Regions from separate parts of the Gossypium hirsutum genome. Here region 1 is linked to region 2. A link is a contact called in public Hi-C data. All regions are on one chromosome and are shown on one strand. Each heading gives the region's core, a stretch centred on a gene start, on an enhancer-like site or on the middle of the called end of the contact. The rest is flanking DNA. Distances are from core to core; before and after follow the strand shown. Region 1 has its middle 24 kb from the start of LOC107935674. Region 2 holds the start of LOC107941334 (IQ domain-containing protein IQM3).

Region 1 (7,138 bases), core at 2,109-4,608, 120 kb after region 2:
TTTTTGTTACACCCATGATGTAAGTGAAAGAAAAACATAATATTAAAATTATATTTATAAAAAAAATGGGATGAAGTTCAAAATTGCACATGAACTTTAGTTCAATGTGCAGTGCTATATGTGAACTTTAATTTTGTACAAATTTATATATTAAATATTTATTTGATTCAAATTTCACAATTTACTAATACAACTATAGATATAACATCGTTTTAAACAAATAATTATATTTATTTAAGACCAAAATAAAATTGATATATTTATTTTTTATAATGTGTAAAATTAGATCAAAATTGAAGTTTCATGTATACATTTGAGCTACAATAAAATAATTAAAGTTTGTGCATCAAAATTACACTTAGACCAAGTTGATGTAGAATTTCGATACTTTTCCCTAAAAAAATTATCAATAATTGAGTTATAGATGAAATGGTAAAATGCTTATTGTAAACGTTGTTTAGGCTTAGGTACATTCTTACACATTACATTAAATTATTCAAAAATTTTATAAAAATATAGATATTTCATACAACAACAATTAAGAACCTGTCCAATATATTTAATTTACATTAAAAAAAATTAAAATTTAATAAATAAAAGAATACATGACCTGCTTGTAGAGTTGTTTAGTTCAATTGCAAATGTACCCTATAATAATCTTTTGGTTAAATGAAATAATTTCAGTTTTAGTCCCTCCCAGTTATAAGTATTCAATTTAAATCTTTTTAAAACAGAAAAATTACCCCAAGCACATTAAAATTCTAAAATTTTATTATCCACAAAAGGAGATGTGAATAAAAATATTGTTGGCAGAATTTAGTACAAAGCCAGTTTCAATCAAAGCATCCTTGTTGATTTGTGTAACCAAGGCAGCCATTACAGGCCGGCACGACGCCACAATTTTCATCACTCTCTCCGTAACAAATGTTTGTGTTGGGCAATCATTTGAAGGAGACAAGACCTGACTTTGGCAGGCACCGGTGGGGTTAATCATCAACCAAATTTCATTAATTTAAATAAATTAATTACACTTACCTGTCAGATACATTTGAATTATCTCTTCAAAGAGTTTAAGAAACCTCCTTTGATGTTTCCCTTCACGTACTGCATATAATATGCATGAACCTGAAATCACTATTCTAACTAATTGCACATGTTTATCTCCTTTTTCATTTTTTTTATTTCTTTTCTCATACATGTTTTGGACCTCACCGCTAATAATATTTTTATCTAATAAAATAAATTAACTACTTTATTGTAGGTATTCCATAAAGAGAGTAGGACGAATAACCATAAAATGTGCTCTATTTTCACTCCCAATTATATGATTAAAGAAAGAGATGAACACTTTATAGTAATTAAATCTAAAGTTAAAATTGTATGCATATAAATTACACTTGAAATTATGAAAATATAAAAATTAATATAAAGAAAAATGAACCTGATTTGGATTTCTCAAGAGCATTTGATTTTGATCCAAAAACATATGAAAGGACATAAATAGTAATTATTGTTCCATAACTCAAATGGTCAAATATTACACAAAATAACATTCCATATCTAGTTTTGATTGATGTTGGAAATATCCATTTGCCATGAAGCCTTTCATTGCTAGATGAAGAGAATCTCTTCAATTTTAATTGCTTTTTTTTTCTCTCTCAAATAAGAAGATTTTGATGTCACCTTAAGATGAGACATATTGGGATGGAATAATAAGATATGATTGTGATTTTTTTTTTTGTATTTTTTTAAGAATAAAATATATCTATCAAGAAAAATGTGATTGAAAAAAATGTTTACAATACTATATATATACTCCTTCTTGTCCTTTGTGAAGTTGTGGTGAATTAGAGCAAAATTGTTCCATGTGCACTTGAGGGAACAAATTTATTATGGAATTCTTTCAAAGAGTATCCTATGTTATTTCTAAGATAAGCTTGCTTAATTTAATTTCTAGCAAATATTTTTGGTAATTTAATGCAATTCTACAAAAATTAACTCAATTCCATTGCACTAAAGGATTGAATAAAATAATATATTTTGAAAACAACTTCATCTATTATCTAGAGTTTCAATTGATTATTTTTATGTAATAATAAAAATTATTGTGGGATATTATTTTCATTTCAAATCATGTTAAAATTTACTGATGGGATTTGATTTCAAACTTTTACCATTTCTTCATTTAGTTTTTTTTTATTATATAAATTTATTTCCACATAAACAATAAAACAAGCATGCAAATTGGATGTAAATGTAATTTGAAAATAGTATATTGCAAAATCAACTTTTTGAAAACAAAAGCAAAAAGGAGGTACAAAATGCAAATGGTTTCAACTTCAATAAAATCTCAAACCTTCTGCTTCAACAAAACCTCATTATCTATACTAACAATAAATTATTTTCACTCAATTGGATAATACATGCATAAATACAAAAATAAATCTTTTTGAGGATTTTACTCATTTAATTAAAAAATTATCCATTTTTCACAATTTCTTTTATATAAGAATTCGAATTCTAACCCAGACTATCTTAAAATAAACCAACATCTAATTAATAGAATAAAACTTGATATCTCCCACTTCTCATAATTAATCACTCATTTTTCCTAAAAAAAACCTTTTTTTCCCTCTTTAATAAATATTTTTCCCTCAAGATCTAAGATATAATTCTATGCTATTACATCTCCTCCCCTGTTTGTAAGCTTGTAATGGTACCCAAAAACAAAAGAATTTGATTACATGCATTTGCATGTCTAACCAAGTTTAATATATATAAATATGCACTAGATTAGTAACATATATGTTAAAAATATACACATTATGAGATTTATTTAGTGATTTGCACAATAAATAATTTTATTAAAAAAATCAATAATACATTTTAGATTTGATTCAGTTTATATATTTCTTTTTAATCCTTTTAAAATTATTAATTAATTTATTATTGATATGTCTTAATATGCACAGATGAATCCAAAAATTCTTTTAGAGGAGAAATTAAATTATAAATTGAGAATTCAATATATAATTTTATCACATATTTATTTAAATAATTATATTAATTTAATATTATTAATATGATATATAAGTGTTTGAATTTTATTTTACTTATAATTTAATATATATTTCTATTTTGATTTATACATGTTTATGTATTATTATATATTATTTTTAAATATAAATTTATATTCAAAATTAATAATTTGAAAAAGTTTGAATAAAATTGTTGTTAGAAAATAATAGTGAAAGAAAGTGGTTTGACTTAAAAGGGCCGGGGATGGATTGGTGGATGCATAAGGTCCGTCCAAAAACGAGGTAAGGGCACTCTCTGACAGGCGGGTGAGATGAATGAACACGTGTGAAGTGGACAAGCTATAAAATTGGACGTATTATGTGGATGCATGGAATGACGGTGCATTTAGAAGTCACTGTTACCTTTCTTGTCTTCACTCAAAAATGTTTGTAATGCGGCCCCATTTTGATTTCCTAACATTTATGATACTTGGATTGCGTGGTCGGTCGGTTTGTATTTTATTTATTATTTTTAAAGGTTGAAGCCAAACGATATACAAACATATTAGTTAATTTTAAGCCATGTTTTGTTTACGTGAGAATAAAATATCTCATGCTATTTTCTCCAATATAAACAATTCCTCCCATTCTCAAAACGTTCAAATTTTCTATTAGTCCCTATAATTTATGGAAGTTATGAATTTAGTCCCTATACTTTAATTTTATCAATGTTAGTTCATGTAATTTTTGAATTTTAAAATTTTAATCTTCATCAAATGATAATTGTTAAATTTATTAAGTTAAGTTCTTCTGTTTCTAAAACTTGATGCGCCAAACATATTATTGTATGTAATGCTATGTCAGCTTATTATTTCTACATATTACTCACTACAAATTTAGTTAATGGATTAACAACTGACATTTGTGTTAAGACTAAAAATTTCAAATTCAATAAGCATATGGACTTAGAATGATCAAATTGGAGAAAATGGACCAAACCTACAATTGTACACATACTAAAAGATTAGTAATTGAATTTGACCAAACAAAATTAACTGCTTCTATTTGAGTCAAGACTAAAATTTTAAATTTCAAAATTTTAAAAAGTACAAGGGCTACAATCAATCATTTTGAAAAGTACATGTACTAAAAATGATCAAATTAAAATACAAGGACTAAATCCATAAATTTTGAAATGTATAAAGACTAATAGTAAAATTTAATCTTCTCAAAATTTGCTTAAAACAACGGTTAAAACTTTCATCTAACATCTAGATGATACATATATAAATATTGTCACCCCTTGCTGTAATGCCCCAAATTTCTTTAATTTCGGCTTTTGTAATTGTTGAGCATGGAAATAACTGAACAACTGGGTCTGTGTTATTTTTGGCTTTAAACATGTTGGTTTAAGTGGTTATGTGCTCTGGGGTGTGTTTGGGAGGTCTTAAGTTCAAGCTTTAACTTGGGCTAAATTTTGGGTTTTTTTTTATTTGAATAAAGCCTGACTTTAAGTCAGTGGGCTTATAAGGGATTGTTGGTAAAAACCTAACAGAATGGGCTTACTAGTCTAGTGGTTAGATGGCAAGGGATCACGCTTAGGGTCTGGAGTTCGATTCCCTACAATAGCGATGGGATTATTTTTGCTGCAAGTTTTGGCTAATAGTTGGGCTTTATCAGAAATCTGAATTGGGGTTTAGGGATTCTTCATTTCTTTTTAACAAAAGCTCTTGCTCTCTGCCGTTTTCTTTTTCCCAAAACCCCTTTGCTGCCGAAAATTCCCTTCTATTTTTCTTTCTTCCCTTCGTTTTTCTTCTTTTTCGATAAGTTTAGGAGTATTGCTAGCGGTCCTATCAATTTGGTAAGTATCACTTTATCAAGTTACGTGATTTTCTTTGGCAATCGTTTAAAAGGATTTTTGTTTGCTGTTTAGGGGATATTCAAGGCTCTGTAGATCAGTAATCGAGTTCTAAACAGCAAGGAAACACTGTTCTTCATTGAAGGTAAGTAGATCTCTCTTTTAGGATTTGGTAATACTTAAGGATGTTGATTTAAGTGACTGATTTTGGGCTCGATATTGTCAATGTTAGGTTTTGGAGTGCTCACGGTTGGATTAGCAGCGAAAACGAACCAGGTGTGTACTTCAATTTATTCGAAATTGCGTTTCAGCGAAAGTCAAAACTTCTACTGTCGACGCCACACGGGCGTGTGGCGATACACGGCCGTGTGTTCGGCGAGCCAAACCGTGCGCGTGCTACACGGGCAATACGGACACGGGTGTGTGATGGCTTGTAGGCCATGTACGAGGCACGGGCTCAGGCAAATGGACCGTGTGGGCCACACAGGTAAACCTTACTGGCGTGTGGGAATCTGCGCCAAGCCGTGTGATCCACACGGGCAAAGCCAAGTTAGGCCGTGAGCCCACACGGGCGTGTGAGCCCAATTTGTTTGAAATGTTCTGTAAGGTTGCACGGGTCGTCTAAGTCGACCGTAACCTGACTGTAGGGGCGGTAAGCATTACTTAAACCCCATACTCTAATTGATTACTGAATTGTATGCAAAAGCATGGTATTACAAGCATGTGTATCTGTCTGATTTCGTATATCTGTTCTGCCATGATTTTGATAAGATCTGATATCTGCATATAAGCATGTCATGATATGTATGTTGCATTGCATTGGGTTGGGATTTTTGTGAAGAGAAGGAAGTTTGAGAGGCGATTAGCCTGTTATCTGGCAGCTACGCTGCATATATTTATTATGTACTATTATATCCCCATACTTGGTGTGTAGGGTTAGGTGGTTCGATTCTATCCCCACATGGTGTGTTGGGTTGGTCAGAGATGGTATGCAGGGTTGGTGGGTGATCGCGTGATTCGTAACAAGTAATAAATATTTATAATGAAGATCAAACCTAGACTAACTATTATCGCGATGTAGGCAAGTGTACCTATCGAACAGTAGTATAGTTTTAGCAAGACTGGATTATCGAACCCAAATGAACTAAAAGTATTAGTAATGACTGTCTTTTTATTATCTAGCCTAAGAATAATGGGGTTAACTAAATTATCTAAACTAAGAACGCACAGAGAAAAGAATTGGGGAATTGTTTTTGGGAAAATCGATTGACTTGAGACAATACCTAAGGAAAAATCCACCTAGACTTTACTTGTTATTCTGGCTCCGAATCGGACTATTTATTCATTCAACTTGTTCCGTAGAGATCCATAAGTTATGTTATTATCCCTATTCAAGACTAATAACGTCTAATCCCTAGATTGAATAACCGAGACTTTTCTCTAATTAACACTCTAGGGTTGCATTAACTCGATCTATGGATCCCCTTATTAGGTTTCACCCTAATCCGGCAAAATCTTGTCACCCTATTTCTAGGCGCGCAAACAACTCCGCTTAATTATGACAAAAGTACTCTTAGACAGGGTCTATTCCTCCTCTGAATAAGAGCATGTCTTGAATCAGTATCCTGGGATATCAAAACAAGAATTAAAAACACATAATTAAGAACAAGTTAAATATTTATCATACGATTCAGAAAATAATAACAAAATTCGTCTTAGGTTTCATTCCCCTTAGGTATTTAGGGGATTTAGTTCATAACTAAATAAGAAAATATTTCAGAAGAAGAAAGAATACAAAACATAAAGAAAACCCAAAACTCCTGAAGGGAAATTGAAGAGAGATCTTCAGTCTTAATGATGAATCCTACTTCTGAGATGGATCAATCGGCTTCCTTAAGGTAATTCCTTACCTTCTATTCTCTGTCTCCCCTTTTTCTCCTCTTCTAGGGTGTACTTATAGGCTTTGGAATGCCTAGAAGCCCTCAAAAGTGGCCTTTTCCGAATTGGACTTAACTTGGGCTCGGCAGGGACACGCCCGTGTGACACGCCCAAGTGCGGTTACTTCAAGCCGTGTTCGAGCCTGTTAGAATGGCACGGGCGTGTGCTATGCCCGTGTGAATCGTGCTCCAATTCTGTCAGATTGACACGACCGTGTGGTCTGCCCGTGTGAGGAGGTCCAGGCCGTGTTGATTTCGTACTTTGGCCCATTTTCTCCGCTTTTGGCCCGTTTCTCGTTCCTTTCGCTCTCCTATGCTCTCCTAAG
Region 2 (7,129 bases), core at 3,905-6,404:
AAATAACAGATATATAAGTTTTAAGATAAATAACCATGAAATAAATAGAAGTGAGAATAAAGTATAAAACTTACAATGAACACTACGATACTATTTCACTAGAAATCGTTAACTATAGCTCTAATACCAATTACAGGAAGGAGGAATAGTTGAAAGATTACAGAAGGAAATTAATAGTAAATGAAATATTTACAAAAGATGGAAAGAAAGAACTTAAAGTTTCTGAAAAAACTTGAGAAGTAACTTGAATCAAAGTTCAATAATATTCCAATTACAAGAAGGACAGACGGTTGAAAGGTTACAGAAGGAAACTAATAGTAAAGGAAAGATTTACAAAAGAGGGAAATAAAGAACTTAAAGTTTTATAAAAAAACTTGAGAAGTAACTTGAATAAAACTTGAATCTAACTTCAATGACATCTTTAGGTTCCTACCCCTCCTTTTATAGGAGAGATTCATAGCTCAATTTGAATTCTATTACAGTTCCGTACAATTTCTTGATAAGAATGACATCTTTTTCTTTAGATAAGGATGACATTTTTTGTCCATTTTTAGTTAGTTCCACGTAACTTCCTTTTTTGTCGTTTAATATTGGTAGTGATTTTTTCCACATAACTTGCTCTATCTTATAATTATCCTAATTACAGAAATATTTCTGAAAATTGATAATTTAGTAAACAATAATAAAAAGACCTATTTAAATAATAAAGTCGTAACATTCAAAAGGATGACATCACAGAAGATAAATGATGTTGGGAAGGATGTGCATAATGAAATTGTGCGCCTGGATCAACATTTGTTTTCCATACATATACGGTAATTATTTTGAGAATTGAGGGAAATCTGCATTTTAAATATTCATACCAAAATTTGGCTACTTCCTAAACGATTGAAACCATAAGTAATTTATAATTTTTTTTAAAAAAAGACATTAAAAATTAAATATAAAATTAAAAGAGATTGACCAGTATTCATCCAATACCACGCGATAATGTTAGGTTTACAGTGTGGAAATGAAAAATCATCACTTAAAACAAGATATTTAATTATAATTGCATTAAGAATAAAAATAAACTTAGAAACTAATGTTACATTCTCTAATATTCTATTTGCCTCCACCTATATTATGGTGTACAAAAGAGTTACTAGCAAATAAACTTCGAGAATACAATGAAGCTTAATGACTGTTGACATTTTGTACTGACGGAAACAGTCCACTGAATATTGAGCGAAACAAAAATCAATTTTTATAAAAAATTTCTACAGTAATTCTTTATAAAACAATTTAGGAATATAAAAGATGGTGGAAGAAATAGAAAGGAACTTTATTTTTGTGTTTTTTTGGTATATCCTACAAATAAAATTCCTTTCCTATTTATAGGAAGTCTAATATTCTTCACAGGGACATAACTATCCAAATGGATAGTCATCTCTTTAGCCATGAACATAATTATTCAATAAGTATCTATTTGAATAATTATGACTCTTGTTATTAATTAAGTGGTATAACTTTTGGTGACAAGAAACATAATTGATTATTATGAATAATGACAACTTTTGCATAATAACGAAATGACATTATTTTTAGGATAGTTGTACATTTTCATTTGTAATTATTGAAAAATATATGTTCTAATGTTAAATTGACTAAGAAGCAAATAAAATGTTAGAAAACACAAAAATTAAAATCTGCCAAGCGTAAAAAAGGAAGTAGTCCACATCATAAACCAATTCTGCCAAAAAGCGAGTTTGATTCAATTTTTATCCAAAAATTGAATCTAATACTTCAAGGGCACGAGTTATTTGTGTGATAGAAGAATTCATCACTTCTTATTCGGGTCATTTGGAAGTTTTTTCTTTGATTTTAAAATTTAAGTTTAGATTGCTTCAAGTTGGAATTATTTCAATCTTAAAAATTAATTCATTAAATCAAGCGAACAGATTCATGTTATTGAATTTTTAATTTTTATAGTCAAATGGTTGTTCATATTTAGATCAAAAGCAACACATATTTGGACAAAAATATGTTTTTTTTTAAATAAACATATCATACATGCAGACATATAAGCTCTTTATTTTACTATCCTTTTTAGTTGACATTGCTGAAATAGCTAACATTTATCAAAATGTTGTCTTGATAATTAGAAAAAAAAACAATAATAAAAAAATTTACCTTGTAATTTTAGTACTAATCCTTTTGATGTTTTATTGGCAGTAAAATCGAGCATGTATCATATCCTACCCCAAATGTAATGTATATATATATGGACAATGAAAAGATTTATCTTCCATAGGGAAACAGTGTTTCTTTATTTATACTAAAAGCCATTCCAAAGAGGCCGAACTGATATAAAAGCATCATCAAACATATTTACATTCACTAGTGCATCAAAACGTAACGATAACTTCATCATGTTATGCTTGGATACCAGGAGTTGCATCCGTGTTTGAGTCATTTAGTGTTGGCCGAGTTGCAATCGGTGGAAGATTATTGGGACGCCTGTATGCCGATGGGGTTGTTGGGGTACGCGGTGTTCTTGGAGTTAGGTAAGGTGAAGGGGTGTTCGGGGTTCTTGGGGACAAGTTGACAAACTCTAGCGCTTGTTGTCTCAGTTCTAGTGGGTAATCAGCGACACACACAATCCTTGGCCCAGCACCGGTTGAACATTTGAGTGACACCCTTGGCCCAGCACCGGTTGACCATTTGAATGACAGCTGATGTCCCAATTGGTACGATTTCGTTGCCTTCTTTGAGTTAATCCTTTGCAATATCGCAGTTTTAGGCACCTCAGTTCTCGGACTCTGAAGACCACCAGATAAAGTCCTTTCGTAAGTATTTGTGGTCTCCGGTTGTTTAGTATCATATGATTCTAATGACAGATTCTTCTCTTCTTTGTTGATTTTGGGTTCAGTCGGCACTGAGCTTGCTGAAAATCCAAAAGTACTAACACTACTGCTGGAATTTCCATCATCGTAGCTATCAGAATCATCGGTTGAACGGCGAATCTGAACACAAAATAGATGTAATTCATCATATATCCAAGAAATACCTAACGAATGGCGGCATGATCCAACTGAAAGTGGAATCAGAGGTTTGACGTTCAAGGATCAAAACCAGCAAGCATATGAAATAACCAAGCAGACATTAATTGATGCAATTTGACAAATCCAACAAATGCAGAAGAGGAGATTGAAAGGTCACCTCAACTTTGTCAAGGTTCACTCCGTTCCCCTTCAGAAAGGAAAGAAAACTGTTGAGACTATCATCCGTTGGCCGGTAATGTCCGCTATATGCAGAGATGGACTGAAAAACAAACAAAATCATGTCTCACATACATCGTATAAGTCATCCGGCCATTCAAATGCAACTATCAATATTGGCAGCCCGTAACAAAATCTGAGTACACTACTAAATCCTAAATTGTTACAAACTTATACCTTTAGTATCCCTTTCTCCACCACCAATCTACCAGCAGCTAGCGTTGCTCCACCAGCTAAGAAGCTAGAATGATGGAACATTCTTTTCTTCTTCTGCAAGGTACCGAAAAGACATTAAAGACATTTTTGGGTTTTCATACATCTAGTAAGTATTTAATCTAAAAGTTGCGGTTCAAGCCAGATGGTTTACCTCGCCGGCATACAATTTCTTCGAGGTGCTCATAACAAATATCCATTTAACTTCTTTCGAGCCTTGGAATGTATCAAGGACATTTCTAGTTTGTTTATGGATAATCTTTCCTTCAACAACAATGTACTCATAATGTTCCCTTTCTTGCTGTTTACAACAACAGGGAATTAACAATTTCATTCAATCTTATTTGGAAAAAGAGATTGAATCTAACATATGAGTTTGCATACATACAGGTCCGAGATACTTGATGCATTGTTTTCGAAGCTTTGATCTTGAACATTCTTCGAGATCGACATCTTTGCCATCACCTATATCTAACCTGTAGGAAACAAAATAAGAAAGAAAGAAAAAAGGTGAAATCATTATTTTTGTCCTAGTACTATGCTCAATTTGAAGATTTAGTCCATCTACTTTAATTTGGTCTTCCTACCAATATTAATAGAATGAGAAAAATGTTTGGGGTTTACCAGTAGAAAAATGGTTGACCAGCATCAGTTTTGCACCATTCATCGTAGTAAATATGTAAGTTATGGCCATAACGGTGTCGTGGATCAATCTACAGTTGAAAAAAAGTGTTAGATTCAAAATTATCCAATATATTTTGTTTAATAAAAAGATACAGAAGAGTAAATTACAGCTTCAATCCAATGTTGAAAAGCCAATTTTTGTGCTTTGGCGTCTATGGACAACCCTTCCCCGACCTGACAAAATTCCCAACTTAATTATTTATGAAAATTAACTAAAAAAAAAAGACAGAACATGGAAACTGGGAGGTAAAAGAAAAAAAAAATAAAAAGAAGAAGAAGAAGAAGAAAATGCCTTAGAAGCATTTAAGCCAACGCGATTCCACCTTGAAGCAGCAGTTTCTGGTTTCAAATAATTAAAAAGGGAAATTGTGCTGTGATTAAGCCTTGCATAATTTAAAGCCAGCCACCTGAAAATAATAAAAATATTTACTATTAGTATTAAATAATATATATTTTGAAGACAGACAAAGATTTTATGAAAGAAACTACCAGAGTTCTTCAGCGACAACAGCGGTGTCTGCTAACCTACGCCGTGTCCGGTAACTCCTATACACCTTCTGGACCTTAACGGCGGCGTTGGAATGAGAAGAACCGCCACTGCGCGTCTGATTCGAACCCGGAGAATCTCGGCCGTCGGATAACGGCTCCAGCAGCATTTTCAAACCACCACCATTAACCACCGTCGGGAAATCCGATTCGCTAGCTTGGTTCGGACTATCCACAGATACAAATTCGGATTCCCCAAGTAAGCCGGCGTTCGTAATGTCGGTGGAGGAAATGTTATAAAACGGAGACTTTGACTGGAGATCGAAATTCGAAACAGCTGCTTGACTTTCAATTACTTCCATTGTTTTTCTTGGTAGCCAAATTTGAAGGAGTTTTAGAAAGAGAGAATCTTAGGGTCGTTGGTTTTGGAGAGAATACTTAAAAGAAAAAACCAGAGCCAAGGACTTAGAAAATCGCCGGGAAACCCACTTGTAAATTTGTAAATAGATTCCAGTTGGATTAAGAGTTAGTGAAGTGCGTGTGTGTTACGCGCTGAGGTTGAGAGTGAGATTTTGTGTAACTCGCTCGAGACAAAACAAACTAGTGACCAAGCATACTCAAAAGTAAAATCAATTATGATATATATTTATGGACTGACATTGCTCCGCCTCATAAATCATAAATCTGGCTTTAACAGTCTTTGAGTAAGGATTTTTGTGATTTTGTTATTATTATTATTATTGAATTTTATTAATCTAATTGAAAAAAATTGAGTGCCATAAATCTATTTTAGTTAAACTAAAAAAATATAAAACAAATAAATTCAACATTGATTAAATTTTAAATAAGACTAAAATTATTTCAAAGTAAAATAAGAGTGTGTTCTAAAAATTTGTATAAATATAAGTTCTAAAATTTTATGTAAATAAGCGGTAATTTTTTAAAATTTCTCATTATTTTATTTTATTTTGTTTAATACGGATAATCACATTATAAGATAAAAACTTCAATTTCAAAAATCATTTTCATTTGATTCTAATGTATGTTTTTAAATTTTCATTTTATTAAAAATTATTTATAATTTTTTACAAATACAATGATATCCTTATTGAATACTTTATATTATTTATTTCTAATATAATTCTTTTATAATTACTCTTTGATTTGTAAAACAAGATACTTTATATGGTCCCACCACTTGAGAAGTCGAGATCGCATTGCAACTCGAGGTCCTAGTTGACGGTGATTATATGGTCATGAGTTGTAGTGTAACTAGGGCTTCAAGTTTACAAATGTTGTACTGTCAAAGGATAGAATGTAGTTGGGGGCCCTAGTTGGCAGTGGTTATACGGGCACGGCAACAAGTTTCACCTTATCAAAGGAGGATGCTTTATAAAATCCATGCAGAAGTCTAAGATCATAGTCATAGTGAAAAGCACAAGGGCTTTTCAATATACCCAATTTACTCATTTTCTCCACCAAAGATGCTGAACTCGTTACATTAACCTATAGCAGAGTTGGCGACAATAAGGTTTCCAGCAGGAAGGAGTTGTTGTGTGGTGTACAAAAGATGAAATGCAAATCGGGTCGACAACGGTTGCTTGGTGAAACCCTAATTCTTTTGGGTCCAGCATTAGTTCTTATAATTTTGGTCCCCTTAGGTATTCATTTAGAAAGGATGTCCTTGTTTATAGTAGTACTTTAACAAAGTTTGCCTTTGAATTTTTTCCCTTTTCAAATATTTTTGGAGAAACTTTGTTAGATAAAGCTTTTTCTTTTTCAAGCAACTCAAGTTGCTTTTAATGATCCTCATTGTCACACCTAATTTTCCTTAAGCCAAAAAATTAGGAATAATTAGGGGTCAAATTGAAAGAAACCATAAGTTGGTGGTTTCTATTGAAAAATAGGAAAATTTAGCGGCTAATTTGGACATAGTTAAGTTTCAATTCTAGTTCCATTGGATGAGAACCAACTAGTTTGATAGTGGGAGACAAAATGATTACCAATGGATGATTTTTATAGGGTTGGTAACCGTACATAAAGTGCTATAAATAGCTGAGAAATGAATTCCTAGGTGAATTCTTCTCAATTTTGTTTAATTTTCTTCTCTTCTTCATATTCTTCTTTGTTGCTTCGAAGAAGAGATAATTATAGGAAGCTCTACATGGAGCGATGATCACGGGGTTTGTGTCTGAAAAATGGAGAATCTAGTGAGCTAGAGAATAGAAGCTTTGATGTTCAGAAAAGCTAAGCTGATAAGGCAAAGATGCATCAGGTGAGTTTCTTTACTCCATACATGGGTGTTCTTTGAATGTTATGACTGGTATGATCTTTGTTGTTTGAGAATGCCTTGTATGCATAAGAGTGGGTAGGTATATGAGTATCCATAAGTGTTTCAGTATGCTCGAAATGGTTGTGATACAATATATATGATTTAGCGTACTCCACGTTATTATGTCTATGTGATAATATGCTTGTGACTGCGT

Evidence for each region. A called contact is a pair of places that touch in the nucleus more often than the background predicts.
Region 1: a contact with region 2 is called in a Hi-C map of leaf, with 2.6 times the contacts expected there. The contact joins the enhancer-like site here to the promoter of LOC107941334 in region 2. A contact is called at or near these places in 8 of 34 Hi-C or Micro-C datasets (callus, hypocotyl, leaf and 1 more).

Annotation. Positions count from the first base shown.
Region 1 is chrA01:56,272,068-56,279,205 of Gossypium_hirsutum_v2.1, forward strand. No RefSeq gene overlaps it. Among protein-coding and RNA genes, the nearest start is that of LOC107935674, 24 kb to the right of the region's middle. Within about 2 kb of position 3,359, at least 3 of the 9 cell types and tissues checked have an H3K27ac peak or open chromatin away from gene starts, as enhancers often do. A contact at or near this core is called in hypocotyl and leaf, where this site is marked.
Region 2 is chrA01:56,148,055-56,155,183 of Gossypium_hirsutum_v2.1, forward strand. LOC107941334 (IQ domain-containing protein IQM3) reads right to left here and starts at 5,155. Exons shown (of 8, transcript XM_016874892.2): 1 at 4,647-5,155; 2 at 4,450-4,564; 3 at 4,266-4,331; 4 at 4,098-4,186; 5 at 3,862-3,949; 6 at 3,628-3,774; 7 at 3,438-3,530; 8 at 2,291-3,005. The coding sequence starts at 5,005. The coding sequence ends at 2,415. LOC107935678 (a long non-coding RNA gene) reads right to left here and starts at 414. Exons shown (of 3, transcript XR_001694239.2): 1 at 75-414.